Linked DNA regions of Oryctolagus cuniculus: region 2 is linked to region 1. The links are chromatin contacts, called in public Hi-C maps. All regions are on one chromosome and are shown on one strand. The core of a region is the stretch at or near the end of the contact, and the rest is flanking DNA. Distances in the headings are between cores, read along the strand shown.

Evidence for each region. A called contact is a pair of places that touch in the nucleus more often than the background predicts.
Region 2: a Hi-C map of psoas muscle shows a contact between it and region 1, with 2.3 times the contacts expected there. The contact joins the promoter of IFT57 here to the enhancer-like site in region 1. A contact is called at or near these places in 3 of 6 Hi-C or Micro-C datasets (ear pinna, psoas muscle and skin fibroblasts).

Annotation. Positions count from the first base shown.
Region 1 is chr4:63,140,405-63,145,578 of mOryCun1.1, reverse strand. No RefSeq gene overlaps it. Among named protein-coding and RNA genes, the nearest start is that of IFT57, 320 kb to the left of the region's middle. Within about 2 kb of position 2,513, at least 4 of the 8 cell types and tissues checked have an H3K27ac peak or open chromatin away from gene starts, as enhancers often do. A contact at or near this core is called in ear pinna, where this site is marked.
Region 2 is chr4:63,462,770-63,467,943 of mOryCun1.1, reverse strand. It overlaps IFT57 (intraflagellar transport 57), which reads left to right and starts at 2,632. Exons shown (of 11, transcript XM_002716719.5): 1 at 2,632-3,021. The coding sequence starts at 2,810. LOC103350624 (HHLA2 member of B7 family) reads right to left here and starts at 2,534. Exons shown (of 3, transcript XR_011387860.1): 1 at 1,821-2,534.

The sequences.
Region 1 (5,174 bases), core at 1,264-3,763:
TGGGTGTTTGAAATTATCAGGCCTTAGCCCTAGGAGTCTCTGCTTTATATTAGCTGTGCAAGCTTGAGCAGACCAATTAATGCCCTTGAGCTTCTGTTCCTAATATCAGCTGGTATGAGGGTCAAGTAAAATAATGAATATGAACATTCTTTAAAAAATACTAAGAACAAACATGTGAGTGTGTGTGTATGTGTGTGTGTATTTGTGATGTTACAAGGACCAAACCAATAACCCAACCCTTTGGATGTCATACCCTTTGCATTCCCCTGGGTGAAAAGTTGGTATCATCTAGTTAACTCATTCATTTACTGCAGTTCAGTCCAACAAATATGTTAAACACCTGTAATATGCCAGACTCCATAAGGCCACAGGGAATAAAATGATGAACTAAATATGATCCTGCCTCATAGAGTTGACACTTCAGAGAAAGAAGCATATGGGCATAAAAATAACTGCAAAATTCAAGGCAGACATGCAGAATGCTATTGCTGACATTTTAAAAACAGGATACAAGGAAATCACACTCAACAATTTTATTCAATAAATATTTATCAAAAACCATCTATGGGCCAGGCAGTATTCTGGAACCCGAAGACAGAGAAGGAACTTGTTTTCATGAGATTTACATTTGTGCAGGGAGATAACATGTTCATCAACCAGTGGATAAATAAAACAATCTCAGTTAACTGCTGCGTTGAAATAAATACTGTGCAAACAAATTCTAGAGTAGCAGAAGGTGGTCAGCGAAGGTATCTGGTATCTGAGCTGACACCCAAACCGTGGGAATGAAGCAGACCTGGGATCTCCTGGAAAAGAAGATCTGCACAGAGTGACATCAAATGCTAGGGTTAGAAGAAGGGAAGGAGCTGGTGGGTTTAACGATCAGAAAACAGAGGATATGTGGGAGCTATGACAGAAAGTGAGACGATCCATGATGAGGAGAGAAGAGCGAAGGTAAGGAGAGAGAAGCAAAGGTATGGCGAAGAATCTGGGGTCGAGTTACAGTGCCCTGGGAAGCCAAACAAAGCTTTTAAAACACAGAAGAGAGGCAGGCATTGTGGTGCAATGAGTTAATTGGCCACACGGGATGCCCACATCTCATATCCGAGTGCCGGGGTGAGTCCCAGCTCCTCTGCTTCTGTTGCAGCTCCCTGCTAACACAGGTGCCTGGGAGGCAGTGGGTAATGGTTCAAGTACTGAGGTCCCTGCCACCCACAAGGAAAACCCAGATGGAGTTCCTGCCTCCTGGCTTCTGCCAGGCCCAGCCCATGGCATGACACACTCTCTCTCTCTCTCACACACACACAACCTTTCAAATAAATAAACCTTTTTTAAAAGCAAAAACGAAAATCAAAAGAGAAGGACTGGGATCTCATTTACATTTCGAAAGAGCAACCTGGTTGCTGTGAGTAAAGTAAGGCCTGTGGTCAGGAGCAGAGAAAGTGGGTTCAGGAAACAGAGAGAAGCGGTTATTTCTGGAATCCAGGTGGATAGTGAATGATGACCCCTAGTTAAGCCGGTAGCAAGGCAGCCTGTGAGAAAGGGGCAGGCACAGGCTACATTTTGGAAGTAAGCCAACAAGAATTGGAAGAGGAAAAAAAAGGTTGCTTCTCAATAAAGAATGCTCTGTTTCTATCTTTAGCTCAAAAGCCTTTTATGTCGAAGGAAAAAGCAGCTAATAAATTGATTCTATAAATACAGCTAATGTACATTTAAGCTGATGTTAAAATTCTTGGAGTCTTTACAGATTTTCTATCATAAAAATAGCATGTGCTTATAGAACGTTGTAAAATACAGAGAAGCAAGTTTTAAGAAAAACAAATATATAACAAAATATCTCTTATATATATACGCATCTTATCTAAAACAATAATGTTGGGTCTTGTGTTTGGAGGCGGTCGTGCGCTGTCAGGTTTCGCCGCTCACTCTGTAGCATCTTTCCAAACTCGAAACAATTTACAGCGTTAACGCACATTGGGTGTGCACATTTCTTCGTCTATCAGAGACGTCTGCTACGTGGTGGGCCTGGCTATGCTCAGCTATCGCAGCGAGTCTGGGGCTGACGGAAGCCCCTCCACTTCGCCAAGACCTTAACCACTATGCAGAGTTGCAGAGTTCCAGCAGGAAATCCACTGCTATCCTGCTTTGTGGGGGGGGGGGGGGGGGGGGCGGGCTGCAGCCGCAGTCGTCTGAGCAAGGGCTGAGCAATGCAGGGCACCTTGGGGAAGCGAGTTGCAACCCTTTGCCAACAGGCCGCCAAGTTCACAACAAGGCCCCGTGCACCCTGCGGGGGAGCCCTTGGCCTCTCTGCTTAAGGGGCCTAGGATTCCGGCCAGGCAAGAAATGGGCGGAAGTGAGTCGGCAGGGGCCAGGCCGGGGAACAGAGTCCTGCTGAGAGCAGAGGGGCCGCGGATCAGCGGTGCGGACTGTCCAGCTGCAGGCCCGGCGCGGGTGCGCGGGTGGCAGCGATCGGAGCGGGCGAGGCGGCAGCGCGGCACGCAGGGCGCCGCCAGCAGCCTCTCCCCTGCCGCGCGCAGTAATGGATCTCCACGTCCTACTGGAGGAAGATAATGCTGGGTTTAGCTTATAAATAGACGGTTGTATGCTCTCCCTGCGAAGCATTGATTGAGACAGCAGCGCTGACTATTGATCTAATTTTAGCTTGCATTTTCGCTTCGCCCTCCCTGGTTAGCGGCGGCGGCCGAGCGGGACGCGCAGTTCCGTGTGACCGCCAGGGGGCGGAGCGCGCGTCTGGCAGCCGCCCGACCCGTCTGGCCCCTGTGTTTACGCAGACATACAATGCTGGCCTTTATTGGGTTTGAAAAATACAAGTTTGATTTTCCTGCGCCGAGATGACCTCATCACTCATGAAAGTCAGAGGAGAGCGAGGAATTGGATGACAGGCAACCGGGAAAATAAAGCTTGCATTTCACCTCCTCCCCCTCGGCCACCTACACAGAACACTGGGGATGTGCGTCTCCTTTGAAAAACCTCCTGGCTGGCTCCGGGAAGTGGGGGAGGGCGGTGGGAGTGAAATGTTAAATTCTTCCCGGTGCTCTGGGGCTGGGTGTGCTGCAGACTGGGTTTCGAAGGTAAATGATCACCTACTGTCTGCCTAGGGGAGCTCTCCACTGAGCTCCCACCAAGTGCAGCAGCACACCAAGAGTCTCTAGGAACGAGTGGCTTGGCATTAAAATATTATTAGCTATTCCCACACATAATTCATGCCGTCAAGGTTTAATGGCCATTAGCCTGCTAGCTTGCAAATTTCAGATCTGCTTATATCTTCAAAGGAATAGGATTGGCAGTTAAAGTCTGTCATATTTTTGCTTGCCACCATTTGGCATCGCAAAGGTATGGGGTAGGGTGCGTGTGAAGGGAAGAGAAACGAAAGACTAAGATGCCTCCCTGGCTGTAGGACTCAGCCTGTGGACTTGCCTTCCAAGGTTGAGTGCTTTAGCAGGCGTTAATGGGAACCAAAGCCGGGCATGTGTCAGCCATTGCACATCAATACCACGACTCAGATTCTATGGTTAGCCCCATTTCAGAGCTGAAGAAGAAGCTGAGGCTAAGTTGCTTTCCCGATGTGGAATACCTTGAAAGGGCTGAAATTCAAGCCTTGGTAATAAATGGCCCAGAGCCCTGGTATCTAGCTTGCCGGGGCAAGTGTGTTTGAGACGTTCCTACCCGTGGCAAAGTCCTAAACTCTCTGGAACCCTAAGCGGAGGGGGGTGCCTGTGAAGACAAGATGGCTGTTGTCAAATAAGGCCTTCCCAGGGCAAAACCTGCAAGCTCTTTGCAGGGAAACCTAGCAAGGAAATTACCATCTGCAACATCACGTTTGATGCTAGCTGATAGGATGAGAATACACAGAAGAATGGAACTTTCACTAAAGGGCCCTCACTTGTCCCCTCATTCAACAAATATTTGCGTCTTTGTTGGACTGGCCATGAAAGTGAGCACTGGAATTCCACAATGAGGAAGACATACGGGTCCTTCTCATGAAACCTCATGGGGAAAGGGAATTATATAAAAGTGAACAACCAAGGACAGTACAGTGTGTGGTGGTTATAAAAGGATTTGGATTATTTGGGAGTATGGGATCAAGGGAGTCCTGTCTGAACAATGACCTTGAAGCAGAGAACTAGGGCTGATAGGAGTCAGCCAGGTCAAGGATGGGCTGTGGGAAGGAGGTGCTGCTGTGGACAGGTGTGGGCAGTTGTATGCAGGAAGTGGTGTTAGCACAACAGTGAGTGAGTGGGAAAGCAAGCTGAAGACCTGTTGCTTCTTGCAAAGCAGGGTTAAGAGGTTGGACACCATGTTAAGTACAAAGGGAAGACCTTCTTAAGAGATTGATGCATGAGAATGGAGTGATTCGATTCCTACTGTAGAAAGATTGCTCTGTCTGCAACAAGGAGAGTGGATGGGAGGCAGGATGAGGAAGTGAGCATGGAAAGACTGTCAGGAAGTTAAGGTCACTGCTCAAGGAGAGATAATGGGGAGTGGACAAGGCCAGCCACGTTAGAGGTAGAGGGAAGGGGGCGGACTATTCGCAAGGATTGGTGATGGATTGGACAGGATATCCAAGGGGACAGAAAAGATCAAGGGTTTGTCCCATTGCTGGCTTGCAACACTGGACTGAATGAAGTGGCCCTGACTATTCCAGATGACTTGGAAAGAGGAGCAAGTGGGCAAGCCCTTGGTTTGGACCCTTTCCTAAACAGCAGAAGTTGCCAGCTACCCAGCTAAAGAGGGGCCTTCAAAAGCTAAGCTCTGAGTGACTTTTCATTTCCTTATTGAAATGATCTTTTTGTTGTTGTTGCAGCCTTTGCAGTCAAAAAGATAAGTATTAGCATCATTGTGAGTAAAATGTAAGAAGAAAATGAGGCAGTGTTATATGCACTTACTTTCATTGTAAAATTTAGTCTTCAACAAAATGGATGCAACTAGAGATCATTATGCTTTAATGAAATAAGCCAAACCTCAAAAGACAAATATCGCATTTTCTCTGATTTGTGGTAGCTAATGTAGACAGAGTACAAAACAGTTCATTGTGTGAGTGAAATTGACATCTTTTGATTTGATTATTGTTTATAGCCTGTGTCTGTATTCCTGCTGAACTGTGGTCTTTTTACTTGTTGAACTCTTTGTTTGTTAGACCTTTGAGTACCAAG
Region 2 (5,174 bases), core at 1,383-3,882, 320 kb before region 1:
TTGACTGACATTCTGCTTAGTTCTCAGAGATTGATCTATCTGCAGAAAAACCTTAAGGGTCTCAAAACAGTACCTCAATCATTTCACTGAGAGTTTTCAAGAAATAAAAGTCACGATAATAGTACTCAATACAGTAGAGCCAGGGATAAACTTTTAAAGATTCTTCATAAGATGTATGAACACATGTCTTTCAGATCTAACTCCATAGTGAATGCATGAGTTAGTCCTGCAAAAAAAACTAAAAACATCCAAATGTAGTCCAAAGCTTCCAAGTGCCTGGCACAAAACAGGATTTGATTGTGCATTCTTCCACACATGAAAGAAACTATTTCCATGAAAAAATAAAAAGTCCTGTCTATGGATATGTTACCAACTATTACAGGCAAACAAGGAATCAGCAAGAATGATCCTTGGAGAGGCCTGAGTAGTGACATAGCGAGTTAAGCCACCCCTTGCAATGCCAGCATTCCATATTGGAGTCCTGGCTGCTCTGCTTCTGATCCAGCTTCCTGCTAATGTACTTGGAAAGTGATGGCACAAGTACTTGTGACCCTGACACCCATGTGGGAGACCCAGGTGGAGTGCCTGACTCCTGGCTTCAGCCTAGATCAGATCTGGCTGTTGCAGCCATTTGGAGGACTGAACCAGAAGATGGAAGCTCTCTCTCTCTGTTGCTCTGCCTGTCAAGTAAATAAATAAATCTTTAAAAATAATCCCTGGGCCTTATAAAAAATACTGACATTTCAGCACTCTTTCTCATGTTTCCCTTTGGGAAACATGCAATGTTGAACAGGCAGCTTTTCTTTCATTTTCTTTGTGCCAGAGTCACTGGGAACACTTTATATTTTAGTCACATTTTCTTCTTCATAGAGGGTAGGGGACATTCTTTATACTGCTTCTGTGCCAAACTGTGTTGGTATTTCATCTGGGAAAGAAAGAGTTAAGTTCTGGGGCATTTTATTTCTCCCCAAGTTATAACACATATGTTGTTGGAGGGTTACTTGTCATCCAAAGAGTGAAGCCTGACCACTTCTTACTCTGTGTTATGTCACTTCCTGGAGATGTCAGAAGGCGGTAGGCAGGCAGCACCTTCTGCTTGAACATCTCCCTGGGTGTAACCAATTCATCTGTAAATGTAGGGAGCTTTTTGAGCTTCATTTAAAAGCCACAGGTAGCTTGTCCATTAACCAAATACCCCCAAACATATATTTGAGCTTTCCTCTTTTTTCTTTTCTAAAAAGCAACACATCTTTCATACTTTGAAAGTTATGCAGAGGTATCACAATAATCCCAACCCACACATGTGGTGTATGAAGGAGAATCACTGCTTTCTGAAGGCTAGGAAAAGGAACAATTAAGCGGAGAGCAGAATCAAACCCAATTTTCCCATTCATCTTTATTAAAAGCATCTGGCTAATGACTTCTAGCAGGCAAACAATGTCATTTATTTAAAAAGTAATTCGTGGGCTATCCCTTTAGGTTATTTGCTACATCAATCAGTAACTTTATGTGTTTTCTTTGATGAACAGAAAACGGTCTTTGGCTTTCTGTCTTTTCACTTTGATACCTTTGTTAGTATCAGAAATGAGTTAGCTGTAGACCGGTCCAAATGAAAAATGCACCGTTCTCATTTTTCTAGACAAACCACAAAGATATTACAGGTATACTTCAAGTTTGTTATTCCAAAAAAAATTCTTCTACATCTATATTATTTAGTGGCAGGTATAAGAGATCAGAGACCCCTTATAAACAAGCACATGTTCAAACTCTTGCCTTAGGTTCTCTTCTGCCAGGAAACCAGCCAGACATCCTCCACTTACCTCACTCCTTATGTAGCTGTTAGGAAACTTGCTTGACACACAAGCCTTCTGAGAACTGCAAAGCTGGGCCGCAACTCTGGGCAGTTATGTTCCCTTTCTTGCCTTTTCTAGGTCAACAGCTGCAGACTGTAGCAGTAACACCCAATCTTTAGCCACACAGAGCTACAGCGCAGGGAAAGTCCTCCCAAGACCATCTTTATTTTGTTGGATTTAACAAGGTACCCGACAAGTTTCACATGGAATGGGCCTGAGACGAATTAAGCCGCAGGATGTGAGTTTAGTATTCCTGTTTGGAGGCAGGAATCCTCCTCAGTGCCTCATTTGTGGTCATCCTGCTTTCCTCCCCACCACTTTCCTAGCCCTGGAGTCATGGCGGGGCCTTCTAATAAACCAGTAAATACAGCGTTGCCTGAGGAGAACGGTTTTTAAAAGGAAAGCTTCGCGCTGAGAAGTTCCCAAGGCAAAGTGAACCCTGTAATATCACCTATCTTTACAACTAGGAAAATTGTCAATTTTGAGAAGATTTCAAGAAGTGTCAGTGTGCTCGCCGCAGTCAACACTGAGCGTCTTCCTCCTCTCTAATTTACCACCAGCTCCTCCAGTAACCACCGGATCCACGAAGCCGCTTGCCTGCTAACAGCAGACAAGCAAAGCAGCGCGGGCAGAGCCGGGCCTCCAGCCTGCAGCCTCTTCCGCCACGCCCCCAAGAGGGGCGGGGCGGCTTCCCAGCTCCTAGCCCGCAGAGGCGGGAAAGGGGGCGGGTCACAGTGACGTTTCCCAGGAAGTCTACCCTGGTTGGAGAGAATGTAGAAAAGACATGGCGGCGGAAAGGAGGCGGGGTCTAGTTTCCTTGGTGATGGGTTGCCCGGCGGTCGCCTGGTAACGGATCGCGACCGTCCTGGCTAAGGCGGCGCAGGCGGCGCAGGCGGCGCAGGCCGCGGAGGTCTGCGAGGCAGAGCCCAAGGCGGGCTCCTACGGTTTCTTCCGCGATGGCTGCTGCCGCGGCAGTGGTTACGCCGTCGGGTTTAGAGGATGGGGGGTCTCGGTCTCGCGGCGAAGGAGCCGGGGAGGTGGTCGTGGAGCGGGGCCCCGGCGCCGCCTACCACATGTTCCTGGTGATGGAGGACTTGGTGGAGAAGCTGAAGCTGCTCCGCTACGAGGAGGAGTTCCTCCGGAAGAACAACCTGAAGCCCCCGTCCAGGTGGGTGTTCTGGTGCCGGCTGGGCCCTGGGGGCCTGTGTTGGGTCCTGCGCCGAGCGAAGGTTAGCGAGCCCTTGCTCCCATCTTCGCAGCCGGGAAAGGGCTGTGCACCCGAAATTGGGCGACCGAGGGCCGTGGAGCTCACGGAGCTGAGACGAGGTATATTTGTAGAGAGAGTAAACAAGTTCTGGAGCAGCAGAAGGGGCTGGAAGACAACATGCGCGTCCTTTAAAATTCGCATCTCCGCAAAACACAAACTTTGCCTTTTCTGGTTATAAAGGAGAGGTAAACACTCTTTGTTGAAAAGTCAAAAGTAGAAAAATACTAAATCACCCGCCATCTCATCTGCAGAGAGAACCGCTGCCATCATCTAGTGCTGTTCCTAGTTTGTTTTCTTTGGGAAACCCTTCCCTACAACTGGCCGCCTCGCTGAGTAGCACTTTGCATGCAGTTCATAAACTTGTGGGCTCGACTGCGATGGCTTGGATAGCAACAGCAGGCTGTTCAGAAACTGAGTCGTGGCAGACAAATGAATCAACAGCTGTCGGAATTGCCCTCTTAGCACAGAACCCCAAACACCTCTGCACTTGTTCTGGTGGGGAAAAGTCCGTGGTCACCTGATGGCAGGACCATCAGTGGCGAGGGTAACGGACAGCTAGCACTTTCTCGTCTAATCGCTGCAGCTTAGTGACAGCCAGATAGATTTCAGAGCTTTTTCTCTTACCGCTTAGATTTTTCTGCTTTATTCTCTAAGAGGCGAGTAGGATGAAGAAGCTTTGGTATTTCACTTAACGTCAGCCGTTTACCCCAGATAATATCCCTTGACAATTTTAATCTCATTCCTCTGCTGTGTTCTAGTAACTGGAATTGCAAGATATGTAGGCTTTATTATATGTTATCCATTTTGCTAAGTTATTGTATACTAGGAGAAAAGTTAGAGAAAAAGTGTTGCTCGATCTGTGATGGATGGGCTTGGGGTTGTAAATGAATGGATCAGGATAATTCAGACAGCTAAGATTCTGTAGTAATAAAAATGCATTTTTTTTCCATATGTCTTTGTCAACTGAAGGAAACTGGCTTTGAAGTTCTATTAACATTATCTCTGTGCTGTTTCCTTGGAGATTCAGCAGGATACTTGGAATCAAGGATTGTTGTGGAAATGCCCTAGTCTCATGTTTGTCAAAGTGTGATCAGCAGCATCAGCATTGCCTAGGAACTTACTGGAAATGAATTTCCTCAGGTCCTTTCCTAGGTCTACCTTTTCAGAAACTCTAGGTGTGGTTTCTAGCAGCATGTGTTTTAAACAGCCTTGCAGGTGATTCTGGGGCACGGTAATTTTTGAGAACCCCTGACCAATAGCCTACAGGATTTATCAGTATCCATTCCTCTGTCTTTGAGGAATTATCAGTCAATAAGAAAAAGACAAGTTGTTGGTGCGTGGGTGGTTTGAGAGGTTTTGAGCGCATACCTGGAAGGATTTCAAGGCCTTTTTAAATTCTCCCTTTTCTTTTAGCTTATTTGGAGAACATGAAGAGGTAGAACACTGGTGCTTATTGCAGTGGTTTTGTTAGTTATAAATACACTATAAACGTGGTAGTGTTAGCTACACATAAAAAAGCAAATAAAAACTCTGGGATCAAATTGGCTTGCATGTTGCTGCTAGCACATTTTAGTCCTATCTTTAGGTGTAAATTACACTCATCTTCAGAGGACTGTTTTTTGTAGACTAAGGGATTTAATAAAAGTTAGACTGCGGTTGTGACACTGAGACATTCTTAATCCTGGCTGTACCTTAGAAACATCCAAAAGCTTTTGAAATGTACCCATCCTATGTCTTCATTCCCAGAAGTTCAGATTTCATCTACTGAGGAGCAAAGGAGTAATGTTTAGCTGAGTAGCAATAGTTTTAAGAGTTCCTCAGGTGATCCGAATTCGCGTACAAGATGGAAACAGCCGTTTAACATTGCTGATGGCTTAGAAACCCTAAAAATGTAGAGTGAATAATTCTTAAAGATTTTTGTTAAACCCTGAAGGTATTTTATTTCAAATTACCATTTTCAGAAGGCACTAATTATTCTTGACATATGTTTTGGCAAAAGTTCCACGTGTTTTGTTTTCTAGCATGCACTGTATTTCCTGGGTGTGAGGTCTTTG